2 separate regions of the Sus scrofa genome follow, and region 1 is linked to region 2. Evidence: chromatin contacts called from public HiChIP or PLAC-seq data. All regions are on one chromosome and are shown on one strand. Each heading gives the region's core, a stretch centred on a gene start, on an enhancer-like site or on the middle of the called end of the contact. The rest is flanking DNA. Distances are from core to core; before and after follow the strand shown.

Evidence for each region. HiChIP or PLAC-seq counts read pairs in DNA pulled down with a chosen protein or histone mark.
Region 1: an H3K27ac HiChIP or PLAC-seq map of alveolar macrophages shows a contact between it and region 2. The contact joins the enhancer-like site here to the promoter of ROPN1L in region 2. A contact is called at or near these places in 14 of 47 Hi-C or Micro-C datasets (alveolar macrophages, brain, embryonic fibroblasts and 9 more) and 2 of 2 datasets of contacts at active chromatin or transcription factors (alveolar macrophages and skeletal muscle).

Annotation. Positions count from the first base shown.
Region 1 is chr16:202,928-207,994 of Sscrofa11.1, forward strand. The region is part of intron 2 of ANKRD33B (ankyrin repeat domain-containing protein 33B); the gene reads left to right. Among named protein-coding and RNA genes, the nearest start is that of ANKRD33B, 56 kb to the left of the region's middle. Within about 2 kb of position 2,079, at least 28 of the 83 cell types and tissues checked have an H3K27ac peak or open chromatin away from gene starts, as enhancers often do. A contact at or near this core is called in alveolar macrophages, embryonic fibroblasts, mesenteric adipose tissue and 2 more, where this site is marked.
Region 2 is chr16:40,518-45,346 of Sscrofa11.1, forward strand. It overlaps ROPN1L (ropporin-1-like protein), which reads left to right and starts at 2,782. Exons shown (of 6, transcript XM_021076812.1): 1 at 2,782-2,919; 2 at 3,246-3,420. The coding sequence starts at 3,290.

The DNA of each region.
Region 1 (5,067 bases), core at 829-3,328, 160 kb after region 2:
CATACAGAATGGGGGCTCGGGGTGCCTCTCAGTGGATCTTAGAGCTGAAGAGGGGAGGGGCACTGACCTGACCTGGGTGAGATGTCAGCAGAAGGACACAGAGCTGTCACTAAATCAAAGTGAGACTAAAAAAGAGCAATTGAGCATCTGTCTGTGCCTTTTATGTACTGTTTTGACCAAAGAGAGGCTGTTTGGCTTTTTTAGCTGATAGAATCAAATGATTCCATTTTAATCCAATTCCACAACCAGTTTTATTTATTTTATGATTTCTTAATTCCAAAAGATGTCTACTAACACGTGCTTACAGCAAAAAATCACCATGGAAGTATTTTTTTTTAAAAAGAAGCAATATAAAAAAAAAAAAAAAAAAAAAGAAGCAATATTGGAGTTCCCATTGTGGCACAGCAGGTTAAGAACCCAAATTAGCGTCTGTGAGGATTTGGCTTTGATCCCTGGCCTTGCTCAGTGGATTAAGGATCTAGTGTTGCTGTGAGCTACAGCACAGGTTGCAGATTCGGCTGGAATCTGGCATTGCTGTGGCTGTGGCATAAGCTGGTAGTTGTAGCTCTGATTCAACCCCTGCCTGGGAACTTCCATACGCCATGGGTGTGGCCCAAAAAAGACAAAAAAAAGAAGAAGAAGAAATGTCTCTTTTCCCTCTCGCCAGTTCATCGATTGATTGCATTCTAGCTGATTACCCTTCCTTCTCTCCTTTTCAAAAGGTTGTTTTGTTTACATGAATGGGATAATTCTGGAGAGCTTGTGATTTTAACTTTTTCCATTCCATCGATCTAGGAACTTTGCCTGGTTCCTACAGTTGCACACCCGAGTGATGGCAAGTTCACAGCTGTATCCCTCACATCCTATAACAGTTCAATAAACTCTGGCCCATCCATTCTATGCAAGTTCCTCATTTAAAATAAATATTTACCCAGCAGTCACTTCATGTCTAAGTGCTCGGCTAAGTGCTAGGTCTGTGGGTGGACAGGCAAAAGTACGCATAATCCTGTCTCCTGAATTTAAAGTCGAGTGTGCAGGGGTTTCTGATGAGCTTGTTATGGACAAAGCTGGAGTGAAGTCTTGTGTCTCAGGGTACATTTCTGAGGAGGGCTTACCTGTCAGCATCCTGGCAGGTGTACCCAGAGGCTAATGTAGAGAATCTGTAGGGGGACTGTTGTTGGGGGGTGGGCAGAGCTTAGGGGTGGGCCCTGGAGAGAGGGGGCACTCAGAGGGCTGCCCCCTGCCCCCAGGAGCTGGGACCTTGGACATCTGAGCCCCTTGAGGTGGGAGGTAGATGGGGGCAGGGCACATACCCCCCCCACACACACCCCCACCTCCAGCCCCAGCTGAGCCGCACCTTCAGGACTAAGGAACCTGCAAGTGCAGTTTTTGGAGGTCAGAGCCAGGCAGAGAAGGAAAAAAAAGAAATGGATGGATGATTCTCAGAATTCAATTGCTTCATCAAAGAGCGTGCACGTTTTATTTTCTATTTTATTATGACCACACCCATGGCATATGGAAGTTCCCTGGGCCAGGGATTGAATCTCAGCTGTGACCTACACCTCAGTTATGGCAATGCCCTATCCTTAACCCACTGCCCCAGGGACCAAACCCACACCTTTGCAGCTACCTGAGCCACTGCAGTTGGATTCTTAACCCACCATGCCACAGCAAGAACTCCAGGGCCTGTGCGTTTTAAATGTGCACATTATATAACCCCTGCCAAGTGGCTTTAAGGAAACCTGTGCCAACTCCTACCTCCCACCATGTTCCCAAGGGGGTTCTTATCCTGGAAAGGGACTTTTCTCAGTGTCAGGCCACTCCAAATCTCACGTTTGCAGTTTTATTTCCCTGATTATCATCGGATGCTAGGATCTGTTACGATCCTTTTGGGTTCGACTTACTGAATACATAGGGAAACAGGCTTCAGCGATGAGGAAATGGCTTGCAACATGACCTGTCTGAAGGTGGCAGTTGAGGCGTTGCTTCACTGCATGGCTTTGTGATGTCAGGACCCAGGGCCAGCTTCTCAGAAATGCCCTTGACCTTTCCCTCACAATCCACAGACAGCCTGGCGGCTCCAAGCAGCATAGCTTCATGTTACACCATGAGAGCTTTCAAGAAGGAGGAGCCAAGCCCTGTATGAGATCTGTTCTCTGAGATAGGAAACATTTCCAGAAGCCTCCAGAACAGCTTTGTTTCTATCTGCCAGGGTTGTGTCACACGCCTCAGCGTCAAAACAAGTTGCTGGCCAGGGCGGTGGAGTGACACCAGATGACTTGGTCAGGCCGGCATGGGGCCCCACAGAATCTGTGTGGTTAAGAAAAACTGTAAAGCGACTGCATGTTTACATTATTTGCTATTAGGCTGTGTAGCTTGTCTGAGAGTCCTGGCTTTTTACAGGACTCACGCAGCATTTGTGAGTGCAAATTAAGATGCAGATGCCTTGATCTGCCTGTTCGGTGTCCTCTGAAAAGCCTAACCTCCAAGGATCTTTATGCAGAATAAAGATACAGTCAAATCTGAAGTAGGCCTTTACTGTGGAGAGAATGTATGAAAATAGAGCCTCAAATAAACCCTCCATCTCATTTAGCCAATAATTTGAACCTCTCTTCCATACTCCCCCTAACAAAAGTGCAGTAAGATTATCAAAGAAATGAATTACCAGTCCCAGGCTTTATGTGTTTACATTCTCCATTTCTTTTTCTTTTTTTCTTTTTTCTTTTTTTTTTTTTTTTTGTCCTTTTTAGGGCTGCACCCACGGCATATGGAGGTTCCTGGGCTAACGGTCTAATTGCAGCTGTTGTTGCTGCCAGCCTACTCCAGAGGCGCCAGAACGCCAGATCTGAGCCTCGTCTGCGACCCACACCACAGCTCACAGCAATGCCGGATCCCCAACCCACTGAGCGAGGCCAGGGATCAAACCCGCAACCTCATCCTTCCTAGTTGGATTTGTTTCCACTGTGCCACGACGGGAACTCCACATTCTCCATTTCTTGTTCCTCTTTAGCAGGAATAAGACGCAGGGAGAAAAACTGGGTAAGATCAAGTTGGTTCCGTGTAAGTAACCCCTGGGCATCCTTCAAACTTGTTTATTATTCCTCGAACTTACCTTTCAGGTTTTGGAGGAAATGCCTTGAGAGCCAGCCTGCTATTATTCACGTCACTGTTGCTGGGGACTGGGTGGCCCTGAGGTTCCTGGGGATAGCCCATGGGCTCAGGCTGCCGACTCTAATGGGACCCTGGATTTCGGGAGGGTCCCACTTGAGAGGGGAGTGTATGAGTTGGCCTGAGCCAGGAATAGATGCCTCTTCATTGTATTTATCTTATTTTATTATCATCACACGGTCCTGATTTTAATCTGACCTCATTGTGATTTTTATGGAGTTTTGAAGCATTTTCCTTTTACTCAGTTTCTGCTGTTTCAAATAAATTAGAACTTGGGAAGTCTCTGAGGTTTCCAGCATTGCCTGGCCTTTCCTGTTAAACACCAGTTTTCGGAGCCTTTCTGACCAGGCACGGCAATGCGCCTTCCTCGCAGGACCTGGCCCTGCCCCTCGGTGTCAGAGAGGAGGCCTGTCTGGGCTGCCCTCCCCTGCTCCCCCCTGCACTCTCCCTTCTTCTGCATGGAGAGAATCTCTTCTCTCCAACGCTGCAGGGACTTGATAGTGCCAGTCAACAGTTCCCTCTACTGGCCTGGTTTGGGAAACTACCTTTTGAGTGCCTGGTGTCAGAACAATCAAGTCTTTAGACAACCCTAAATTTTGTAACATTGTCCCATTTTTAGAGCAGCATGGGCTTACTGTCTGTTTCTTTTCCTTGAATAAAGGAATAAGCAAGGTTTTAGCCCATAATTGGTATTCAGTTACATGTTAAGTGAATCAATAATTAATAATTGTGATGGCTGTGTGACTTTAGAGAATGTGGGTTATGGCTTGATAATTGGCAGTCTTTTGAGCAGCCTTTTTTTTTTTTTTTTTTTTTTTTTTTTTTTTTTTTTTTTTTGCTTTTTAGGGGCGGCAGTACCCTCAGCACATGGAAGTTCCCAGGCTAGGGGTTGAATCGGAGCTACAGCTGCCAGCCACAGCCACAATCACAGCAACCCGGGATCCAAGATTTGTCTGCAGCCTACACCACAGCCCACGGCAGTGCAGCAATGCCAGATCGCCCAGCCACCGAGTGAGGCCAGAGATTGAAGTCACATCCTCATGGATAAAAGTCAGATTCATTTCTGCTGCACAACAATAGGAATTCCTGGCAGCCTTTTTGATAAGTGAGCTTTTTTCAAGGAAGAAATAGGAATCCTTCAGCCTTTTCACTTAACGAAATATTTATTGAGCTTCCAATCAGTTAAAGTTTTGGACTTATGAGCAAGGGTCATGAGGGTTGTGGTGACCGTGGGAATCCACAGCCACATGGAAATGTGGAGCCTAGGGCATCATGGTTCAGGTTCCTACTCCAGGCTTGGGGACCAGGGCAGAGCCTCCATTGAAACAGATGGCTCATCAGGTAGCTGGATTAAAAGCAAAGGAAGAATATTCTAGGCAAAGGGACTAGCCTGTGCAAAGGCCACCAGATTTGAGAAAGCATGGTGCTCAGGTGAATTTAAAAGAGAGTTGTGTGATTACAGAGTCAAGTAGAAGGGCATGGTACCAGAGCTGAGGATGAAGAGGGGATATAAGGCAGGAAAAATAACCTTGTCTCTTCCCTTCTGAGTTCCTGTCTGAGACCCCTGTCATAAAGGAATAACAAGAGAAAACCAGATGTTTATAACCTCATGTATAAATGGGGGACACCCTGGGAAAAACAAGTAACTCAAGGAAGTGGCTCAGAACTGGCTTATATGTTATCTTCCATAAAGAACAACAGATGTGTGGAGAAATGGCACGACAAAGGAAACTAGTTTTTGAAGAGTTCTCATTGCAAAGAAGAAAAGCCATTTCCCTTCTCCTTTTGTACCTACAGGAGATGACCAGTGTTAACTAAACATATTGTGGTAGTATTTCATGATATAGGTAAGTAAAATCATTATTCTGTGCGCCTCAATCTTACACAGTGCTGTATGTT
Region 2 (4,829 bases), core at 1,532-4,031:
CCAAAACCAGACAAAGACTCCACAAAAAAAAGAAAACTACAGGCCAATATCACTGATGAACATCGATGCAAAAATTCTCAACGAAATACTAGCAAACCACATCCAACAATACATTAAAAGGATTATACATCATGTTCAAGTGGGATTTATCCCAGGGATGCAAGGGTTCTTCAATATCTGCAAATCCATCAGTGTGATACACCACATTAACACACTGAAGAATCAAAACCATATGATCCTCTCATGAGGAAAAAGACTTTGACAAAATCCAACACCCATTTCTGATAAAAACCCTTCAGAAAGTGGGCATAACGGGAACCTACTGCCACATGATAAAGGCCATATACGACAAACCCACAGTGAACATCATTCTCAATGGTGAAAAGCTGAAAGAATTCCCGCTGAGATCAGGAACAAGACAAGGATGTCTGCTCTCCCCACTACTCTTCAATATAGTTCTGGAAGTCCTAGCCACAGCAATCAGAGAAGTAAAAAAAAATAAAAGGAATCCAAATTGGGAAGGAAGAAGTCAAACTATCGCTATTTGCAGATGACATGATACTTTACCTAGAGAATCCTAAAGACTCTACCAGAAAACTGTTAGAGCTCATTCACGAATTTGGCAAAGTTGCAGGATACAAAATCAATACACAGAAATCAATAGCGTTTCTATATACTAACAATGAAAAAGCAGAAAAGGAAATTAGGGAAGCAATCCCGGTTACCACCGCATCCAAAAGAATAAAATACCTAGGAGTAAACCTACCTAAAGAAACAAAAGACCTGTACTCTGAAAACTACAAGCCACTGATGAAAGAAATCAAAGATGATACAAATAGATGGAAAGATATACCATGCTCATGGATTGGAAGACTTAATATTATCAAAATGACTATGCTACCCAAGGCAATCTACAGATTCAATGCAATCCCTATCAAATTACCAAGGACATTTTTCACAGACCTCGAACAAAATATTTTAAAGTTTGTTTGGAAGCACAAAAGACCCAGAATAGCCAAAGACATCTTGAAAAAGAAAAATGGAGCTGGAGGAATCAGGCTCCCAGACTTCAGACTATACTACAAAGCAACAGTCATCAAAACTGCATGGTACTGGCACAAACACAGACATATAGATCAGTGAAACAGGATAGGAAGCCCAGAATTAAACCCACGCACCTACAGCCAACTCATCTATGATAAAGGAGGAAAGACTACACAATGGAGAAAGGACAGCTTGTGCAATAAATGGTGCTGGGAAAACTGGACAGCCACATGGAAAAGAGTGAATTTAGAACACTCCCTAACACCATACACAAAAATAAACTCCAAATGGATTAAAGACCTAGATATAAGACCAGACACTATAAAACTCCTAGAGGAAAACATAGGCCAAACACTCTCTCACATAAACAACAGCAACATATTATCAGATCCACCTCTTGGAGTATTGACAATAAAAAGAAAAATAAACAAATGGGACCTAATAAAACCTCAAAGTTTCTGCACAGCAATGGAAACCCTAAACAACACAAAAAGACATCCCACAGAATGGAAGAAAATCTTTGCAAATGAATCGACTGACCAGAGATTCCTCTCCAAAATTTATAAACACCTTCTGCAGCTCAATACCAAAAAAACAAATAACCCCATCAAAAAATGGGCGGAAGATCTAAACAGACAGTTCTCCAAAGAAGACATACGGATGGCTGAGAAACACATGAAAAGTTGTTCAACATCACTCATTATTAGAGACACGCAAATCAAAACCACTCTGAGGTACCACCTTACACCAGCCAGAATGGCCATCATCCAAAAGTCTACAAACAAGAAGTGCTGGAGAGGGGGTGGAGAATAAGGAACCCTCTTACACGGTTGGTGGGATTGTAAATTGGTGCAACCACTGTGGAAAGCAGTATGGAGATTCCTCAGAAAACTAAACATAGAACTCCCATTGGATCCAGCAATCCCACTCCTGGGCATCTATCCAGAGAAAACACAAAACACATCTATCGCAAAGACACATGTACTCCGATGTTCACTGCAGCACTATTTACAATAGCCAAGACATGGAAACAACCTAAATGTCCATCGACAGAGGAGTGGATCCAGAAGATGTGGTACATATACACAATGGAATATTACTCAGCCATGAAAAAGAACGAAATCAGCATTTTTAGCAACATGGATGGACCTAGAAACTATCATGCTAAGTGAAGTCAGCCATACAATGAGACACCAACATCAAATGCTTTCACTGACATGTGGAATCTGAAGAAAGGACAGACGGAATTTCTTTGCACAACAGATGCTGACTCACAGACATTGAAAAACTTATGGTATCCGGAGGAGACAGTTTGGGGGGTGGGGGGATGTGCTTGGGCTGTGGGATGGAAATCCTGTGAAATCAGATTTTTATGATCATTATACAACTACAGATGTGATAAATTCATTTGAGTAATAAAAAAAATTAAGAAAAACAAGAGATGCAACGAGAACGTGCTGTGTAGCAGAAGAAAATCTACTCAGTAGTTTGTAAGAACCTATATGGGAAAAAAGAATGGATATATTTATATGCATGACTGTATCATTTTACCATACACCTAAAACTAATACACCATTGTAAGTCAACTTTACTCCAATAAAATTAAATTAATCAAAAGAAAAAAAAAAAAAAAGTCCTTTTCAAGTGAAACGTTCTGCTCCTACAGCGAGGTAAAGGAAAGGACTGCGAAACCAGACTGCGCAAGCGCATTGCTCCACCATTTGTGCGCGTGCGCGGCTCCAGGGGGTGGAGCCCGCACATGTTTTGGTTGCTTGGATACCGCTGCGAAACAATAGCGGTGGCTTGCTGCCCAGTTGCTGGGTCTGCGCTAGAACCAGCGGTTGGCCCTCATTTTCCGAGGAACCGGAGGAGCGGGTAAGAGCCTTCGCCGGCTGCCGGCGCCTCAGGAAGCCAGCCTCTTGGCCTGCCCTCAAACCCAAAACTGCCGCCCAGCCCCGGTCCCCGGCCCCTCCAAACCCGAGGAAAGGTGGGCAGCCTGCCCTGGCCTGGTTTAAACGCACCACCCCCGGCCTGGTTCAAGATCCCGGACCCCGCCCAGCCCCGCCCCAGACCCTCTTCCTCCACTAGGCTTCAAACTGGGGACCCTGGACCCCGTGCTCTGGCCCGGCCCCTGGGTCCCCTGGCCGTCGCGTCTCTCCGAGTGTCCTGGGCTGGCCAACCAGCCTTTTCTCCCTCCGCAGCACACCTTGATTCTTTCCAGCCTGGTCCTGGTCTGCGGAGAGCGATGCCGCTTCCCGACACCATGTTCTGCGCACAGCAGATCCACATTCCCCCGGAACTGCCAGACATCCTGAAGCAGTTCACCAAGGCTGCGATCCGCACCCAACCCGCCGACGTGCTGCAGTGGTCCGCGGGGTAAGTTCCACCGGACTGGGACCTTGGAGAGCCCCCTGGTCCCCTTTGCCCAGTCGTGCCTAGTGAGTCCTCCTTCCTGGACAATGCTCAGTACCCTGAGTACCGGCAAAACCTTTTTTAGCATTGGTATCTACACCTAATATAGTATTGTAGATACCATACACCTAATGTAGGTACCAGTGGTTTTGGTATTTACACCTAAGTATCTATCTAGGAAGCGTCGTGGTTTATTGACCACGAGACCAGAAATTACTGCAAAATGCCCATTTATCTACAAAGCAATGGCAGCTCTATTGTTGGAGAGTGATATTTATGCAAGTAGACTAAAATTTATAAAACAGTTACATTGGGTAAAAAGTTTCTGCCTTGTGTTATAAACTCGAACTATCACAGTCCCTTTATTTGTGAAATGATTTTTACAAGGAAGAATCTTATGGTTATATTCTTTGTCTTCAGAAAATCCTCCAGGATTGAGTACCTTTTGAGGTTATTGGAACCAGAAAGACTAGTTTATGTCAAGTAACCATCCCAAGGCTGCTGTAAAGTTAAACTTTGCCCAGCTTAGTTCAAGCATATGAGCGTCACAGTTTATTGCAACAAACATTCTGCTTCTAGGAACAGACATTAAGTTAACAAAATATGTCTGAACTTGTCCTAAGAGCGTGAAAGTTGAATTTGAGGGGGTGGAGAGAGAAAAAGGGGATGAGATATAAAATTTCTTTTAGTCCATCAAATATCTATTGATCTACATTTTGTTACATGTTCAGAGATGTTTTCTAACTACTTGTATCTTTGAAATTATTACTGGTAGCCCTGGATGATTTAGTGCCTTATTTTCCTGGATATGGCATTTCTCTGACAGTGGTAAGGTTGTGAGGGCAGCAAATGATGTGGCTTCAGCAGCCATTCTCAGCTGCATGCACCCACAGAGAGTGAGCTTCCAGAAGACCCTGCCTGGCACCCCTCACCCTCCAGCCAGACCCCCGGGGTCCTGTCCCCCTCCTGTCTTGTTGCCCCAGACTCTCTCTGTGTCCCAGCTTCTTCCTAGTATTAGCACCAATATCCATGTCCCAGAAAGGAATGATTGAGTGGGAAAATACTGAAGAAAAAAAAAAAATACCAGGCAGGAAAGGTGAAGAGTAGGGGAGGTTGGCCCTGAGTTGGCCAAACAGGTGACTTCCCTGTTCTGAGTGCCTGAGACCCGAATAGGCAGAGATGCTTGAAATCAAGCCCCTCGAGAAGCAGGGCCAAGTCCCCAGCTGTCAAAATGATACTACTGGACCATGCCCTTGCACTTGGGTCACATGGGGCCCTGACCTCCACCTCCTCTAGCAACATCTCAGGACCTCTAGTGGCATCTACTTGATGAGATTAGCATGTGTCGTGAGACCCCCAGGAGTGCAGATGGG